Linked DNA regions of Gossypium hirsutum: region 2 is linked to region 1. Evidence: chromatin contacts called from public Hi-C data. All regions are on one chromosome and are shown on one strand. Each heading gives the region's core, a stretch centred on a gene start, on an enhancer-like site or on the middle of the called end of the contact. The rest is flanking DNA. Distances are from core to core; before and after follow the strand shown. Region 1 holds the start of LOC121202977 (zinc finger CCCH domain-containing protein 6). Region 2 holds the start of LOC107918002.

Region 1 (3,121 bases), core at 272-2,771:
CCCTTCATATTGTAAGGAACCGTACACATACAAATGAGATGTCACAATTGGAACTTCTCCAAAAGAAATTATATATTCTTTCAAATTATTGACGACTTGGGAAAAAGGGGATATACTGAAGACACTTTAGAGACACAATTATCCTACATGAAAAAGGAAAGACAACAAATAACAAGCTTCTCTGATAACTAAAAGCAAAAATTTGAAGTCAAGACTTCAGAACTTAACAAACATTATTAACTTAACATGCATTGATCGAGATTTCAATTTCGTACCCTAGTTATGTGTTATTTTGTTCTCTGTAGATCAGTAAATGAACATTAAATGAAAGGAATTGACGAGCCGGGGAAGTTTATTGCAGCTATATATTTATTGTCGTTGAAATTTCTGAATGACCTAAAAATCAAAGTCTTTTACTACTGTTCTTTCATATTCTATGTCTAACTTGCATAACATATTTCCAAACTCCATTGATTTTTATTCCCATAAAACCAGTTAAGTAAAACCTAAACTAGCCATAAATACTACCGAAAGAGAATGAAAGAACTCCATCATTCATACTCTAAAAGGCTTCATACAACAATGCCCTCACCAAAAATGAAAAAGCACATTCGTAGTTATGCTTTGCAAGAAGACTAATAATGAACTAGTAATCACCAAATAGATTCAAATAAAATTCAAACACAGTTAACAGGTTTAAGAAAATAAAGGTCCATTTAACTTCAAAATTTTCCACCCTCATTTCCATTTCTCTATTTCAGCTAAAACGGAGCTCAAATTTTAGGAATTGCGAAACTAAAAGAGCAATCCTTACCTGACAAAGGTTAATATCCGGTGCCCAAGTAACCTTTTTTGATTTGTGCAGTCCTCGCATATTGACAGATAGCAAAAATAAAATAAATATTATAAATTAAAGATTAAAAAATCTCAAAAATCCGCCTTTTCCATCATCGATTCTGATAAAATTGATAAAAGAGTCCAATTCCCAGAATCACCGATTTTAGAATTCGATTTCGATCGATAAAAAAAAAGGTTAAAACCTTAAGAGCAAGACACCACTGTCCCAAAAACAAAGGAGTCTCTCAGCCTTTGCATCAACTTACACGTTTCGAAAACCCTAATTTACATGAAAAACAAAGAAGTAATGGATTGAAAAAAGAGAGAGAGACCTAAATATGTGTCTTTGGAAACAGAGAGATCCAAGGCAACCCTAGATCCTCTGGGTTTGCTTTGCTGCCTTGCCGTTTTCCTATCTAATTTTGTTTTTCCCCTAAATTTGTTTGTGTACTAGTTTCGTTTTAGGAGGCTTTCGGTTCTGTACTTGTAGATTCTGTTGAGTGAAAGCTGCCACACGCGTTAGTTTGACGCGTGCAGGGGGGGGGAGGTTGTGGAGTTGTATTGGACGCGCTGTGGGGATAGAAGTAGAGGAGGTTCTTGGCATAGTTTTGGTTTTCTGAAAATTTGAGTTTAACGATGAAAGGACTTAACACTTCATTATTTCCTCCATTCTAATTGTACGCAAAACTGAAAAATCAACACGTTACAACATCCTATTAATCGACGGTATCGTTTTTCTCTTTTAAAAAAATTATCTTTTTAATATGTTGATGTGTCAGAAGACACTCTATTATTCTTAATAAAATATTTTTTTTAACTTAAAAAATATTTTATTATTATATTATTATTTTTTATTATAAAAAGTGATTGATTTGATCCCTCAACCTCACACATTAGTTCTTGAGTTAAATAGAGACTTTTTTTTTTGAATATCCTCCCCTCCCTTATTTGAAAATTGCAATTAAGTCTCTTCACTTATATTTTAGAAGGTTAATACTAATTATTTTGGCATTTTATTTTTTTATATTACAATTTATTTTGTTTGTTATGGTTTAAAGAATAGCCAAATGTTCCTTCTTTTAAAAAAAATAGTTAGTTTTTAATAAAATAACAATAAAAAGTAAACTTATACAATTATAATAAAATAATTAAGTTTTTTTTTCTTCTATTTTTGCAATTTCAAAAAAAAAAGTACAACCAATTTTTTGCAACAATTTACTTCGATGGTGTTATTTTAGAAACAACCATTGGTTATATTTTTAAAACTCGTCAAAAAATCGGAATGATATTCGATAAGAATATGTTCGTCAGTGATATGAAATAGAAGGTCAGTGAAAAAATTTCCCGGCGTTATGGAAGGAGGATGATGAAACTATATGACAAATTTCCAATTTCGTCAAATCCTATCAAATTTACCGAGATGGAACTTCTGGACGATAAAGACGTTGAGACAATGGTCGTATTATATTACCCGCCAGGGAGGTTGAACCCTGAACCGATTCAGTTATTTGCTGAGTTAGCAGATGCAAAGCCCGTTGAAAATGTAACTCAGTTAAGTCAACAACTTGGAGTTGAAGACTCGTGTACCGAGGTTCCCAAGTTGTTTATGCACGATTTTGACATCGATCTCAACGTTGGATGTTTAGGTTAGTACAGTGGTGGATTGCAAATATATCCAGACGTTATTGAAATTGATGCACTTGGTGAAGATGGATCTGATAATAATGATTGTTCTGATCATGAATGTGAAGATTTTAGTGACCCCGATTTAGACGATGTCGCAGACGATATCCACGACGAAGGATAAAATAATGGAAATGATCATGCCCCTTCGGTCGAAAACTCGAGCCGTGGCATCGTCATACGCAATGATCCCGATGTCTATATGTCAATCGTTGATCCCGATACGGCACATGCTTCTGAGTTCCCTGAGTACTTAGGCATCATACCTACTCACTTGATGTTAGAAGATCCTGAATTGGAATAGTTGTTCGTGGGTCATAGATTCGCGAGCAAAGACGAGTGTGTCAATACCATCAAGCGCTATAGTTTGAAAGTGTTTACCTACTATAGGGTGGTTGACTCTAAATCGACGATTTATGTTGGTGAGTGTTGAAAGTTGATAAAAGGGTGCAAGTGGTTGGTATGAGCTAAATTTATCCAAAGGTCTCAACAATGAGAGATATGAAAATATGTTGGGCCTCATGCATGCACTTCTGCTCGTATGACGTAGGACCACCGCAAGCTTGATTCAAAAACCATCTGCAACTGCATATTAGCAATG
Region 2 (3,121 bases), core at 410-2,909, 420 kb after region 1:
AAGGAAACTCAGGTCCATCGTGTTAAAAGGCTCATTGCAAATTCTTTTGCGCAATGCATAGTAACAGCTACGCACACTCTCAGACTTTCTCTTTCCACCCAAACTTTTGCCATCTTTTGAATTTCCTGTTCTGCCAAATTTCGAAGACAAGGAAGAAGCAGAACGCTCAAACTCAATTATGCGAGAAGAAGCCTCCTCGGAAACAACTGGATCATAAAGGAGAGAATGCCATCGATCTTGCAGTTCTCTAACCGAGAATTTCCTAGAGAACTGCACTGCACCCTTAGCAAGAGATTCCAAAGAAGCACCAGCCTGCAAAAGGATACAAAGAAATAGACTGAAACAGGGTTCAATAAAGTAGAGACACAATTCATAGGACGATAAGAAAAACAAAACAAGGTGATAATGTCATGCTAAATGCACAATTTGGATCCTTTTTCCTGTTGATGTTCATGCACTCTTTGCAAATAAGGGCACTACCAGACCAACCATAGTAATGTCATTTCATGTTTTAGAAAAACTATTTGCATCCATGAATAGAAACACTTTGGCACAGCGCAAACCATGTTTATTAGTAATATTTCTACATCGCATTCTCACAAGCAATCTATCTACTGACAAATTTTGGCATTATGCAATAGTATTCCTCTGAAACAACAACAACAACAGGAGGATAATCTTATGAATATCCTAACTGTATAAACATAATGCAAGAATCGTATAATTTTTTTTTAATACAGCCAACTTATATTGCAATGAATCCACGCTTTAACACAATAAACCCAGAATTTGAAGACTAGAACAGGACCAGTGCCATACATCCAAAAGACTAAGACGGACGCGTAAATAAGCTCTGCAACTCTAATAAATAAAACAATGAAATAGAAGGGGCGAGAAATTTAAAAGAAAAAAAAAGGCATTATTTTCTAGCTACTAGAAAAACAAAGAAGACTTCAAGCTGACAGCAAATACGAACAGAAGAAAAGTCGAATTGAGACCACAAGTAAAACCAATTCCTGAAACAAGTATGAAAAAGACCCAATCTTTATTTTATTCATTTTCTTAAAAACCAATGAAGGAGAAAAGAAAAGGCAAGTACCTCAATAGCGTTCTTCAAAAGAAGGTCATCTTCAGGTATCCAAGTGGAAAGGACTGGAGCCAAAGCCCCCATCTATTTTGGAGCACAACCAAGCAAGAAGGAGCCGCCTTTCAACCCCTCCCCCCTTTTATTTATATTCGTTTTACAACTTTGTCTTCCCACGATTTCTGTCTGGCGAAGCGTCGCTTTGGGTCTCTCCAACTGTATAAAACATGAAAACGAAAAACAAAAGTACAAAAAAGAGTGTGTGGGAGGGAATTTTAAGAGGAAACCTAGAACTAAAAACTGAAAGCAGGGGGATGGTGGGGTTTTACTGTCGAAAATGGGGACAAATTAGATTTGATGATTTCACGGATTTTCAATCAAATCGGAGTGTGGTAATGCCAACCAAAAGTTAACTACAAATAAAAGCTCCCCTGTTTCTTTCTTTTGGGGGTAGAACTTGGCTTCTTTACCTTCACTAACCCTTTCTCTCGCTATCTCACGGTAATTCTTCAGGTGACTGCACCCGTATTGGCTGTTGGTTGCGGCGCCGCGTAATTGGTTTTGACCGTTGACTAAAGCGTCTATCACATACCTTCAAAGTGGTATTGATTTGATTACGGTAAATTTTAGGTTTTTTTTTTTAAATTTATTTTAGATTTAACTTAGTTTTAGGGCATACATCGTTTTTAACTATAACAGTAAATTACATTGATTGAAATTACTTCATTTATATTTGATATGAAAGTGTATATATATTGATAATCAATAATAATGATTTATCGTTTTAGGTGTAATCTGATTTCGAGTCGTACTAGTTATATTATTATTAGAATTTTGATTCTTCTTTTATAATTCACCAAAAATAAAAAAATCTTGAGATTAAGTTAAGAGAGTTATTGTCGCGGGACAAGGCGAAAAAGATTAGATCAAGATACAATCAAATATCTGTGACTACTCTCTCGCCCCTTTTTTTTAGAATTAGATAAAATAAATAAGGAAGGTAGAACGAAAACAGTGCATTCAACCTCATCGAAACTCGGGTTCAAGCTTCAATTAAATTACGAGTAGAGCGAAAAGAGAAATGTCTAGTAAAATTTTTAAAGTTTAATGAGAATTTTTTTAAAAAAATTTGGGGTCTAATTAATTTTTATGAGATTAATGTGAATTTTTTAAAAAAATTAAAGTAACATATTTAAAACTTAAAAAAAACTAAAAAAAATATAATGAGAATTTTAAAAAAATTGAGGCGGTCTAATTGAATTTTTCCAAAAACTTCAAGGAAAAATGAAATTTTTCAAAAATTTTGAGAGACTCTAATTAAAATATTTTTTTTATTTGAAGGAAAGTGATAGCGTATGATATATAGAGGTGGCTAACTAAAAATTGAAGGATTTTTTATATTGTTAAAATTTTGTAATTAATTTGAATTTAATTTCTAGTTTAAATTTGATTTTAAAATTTTTTTATTTAGTGATAATATTTTAGAAAAATTTAACTAAATTTTAGTACTAGAATTGCGTATATACCTAGTTGCTCTAGTCAATTAAACAGACACTTGACCTTTGGCATTCAATAAATTCTTTATGTTTTTTTTCCTTCCTATGTCTCTGCGTCTTCTATTCAGCTGTTTCATTTTTTTTCTTTTACTTTCAACATTTATTGGTTTAATTGCCTTCTAAGCGCCCTTCCCTTTCCACCTTCCACAATTCCATTTAAACCATTTATTTTTAAGTATGATTATTTCCATAATTAACTAAACCCCTATTTAGCTTTAGTCTAGAAATTGCTCCAACAAAACAATCGTGAGATATGAACCCGCTCAAAAAAAGATCTCAACGCAGTATTTTCTATCTCATGGTATATAGGATAGTACAAATTTGTCCCTTAAAGTTGATTCAACTTCGATTCAAAGTGTACGTTGGGTTGGATTTGTTTGGCGTATAGTTGGGAAGTCGAATCAGCCGTGTTATGTTCAAATTCCAGCAAAAAATTGACGTGTCTAGGTGGAAAAAGTCAGTTGGATTATGTCAAGGGAGA

Evidence for each region. A called contact is a pair of places that touch in the nucleus more often than the background predicts.
Region 2: a contact with region 1 is called in a Hi-C map of leaf, with 2.3 times the contacts expected there. The contact joins the promoter of LOC107918002 here to the promoter of LOC121202977 in region 1. A contact is called at or near these places in 7 of 34 Hi-C or Micro-C datasets (callus, hypocotyl, leaf and 1 more).

The regions. Positions count from the first base shown.
Region 1 is chrA01:22,867,219-22,870,339 of Gossypium_hirsutum_v2.1, forward strand. LOC121202977 (zinc finger CCCH domain-containing protein 6) reads right to left here and starts at 1,522. Exons shown (of 4, transcript XM_041116467.1): 1 at 815-1,522. The coding sequence starts at 874.
Region 2 is chrA01:23,285,947-23,289,067 of Gossypium_hirsutum_v2.1, forward strand. LOC107918002 reads right to left here and starts at 1,660. Exons shown (of 7, transcript XM_016847479.2): 1 at 1,100-1,660; 2 at 1-312. The coding sequence starts at 1,171.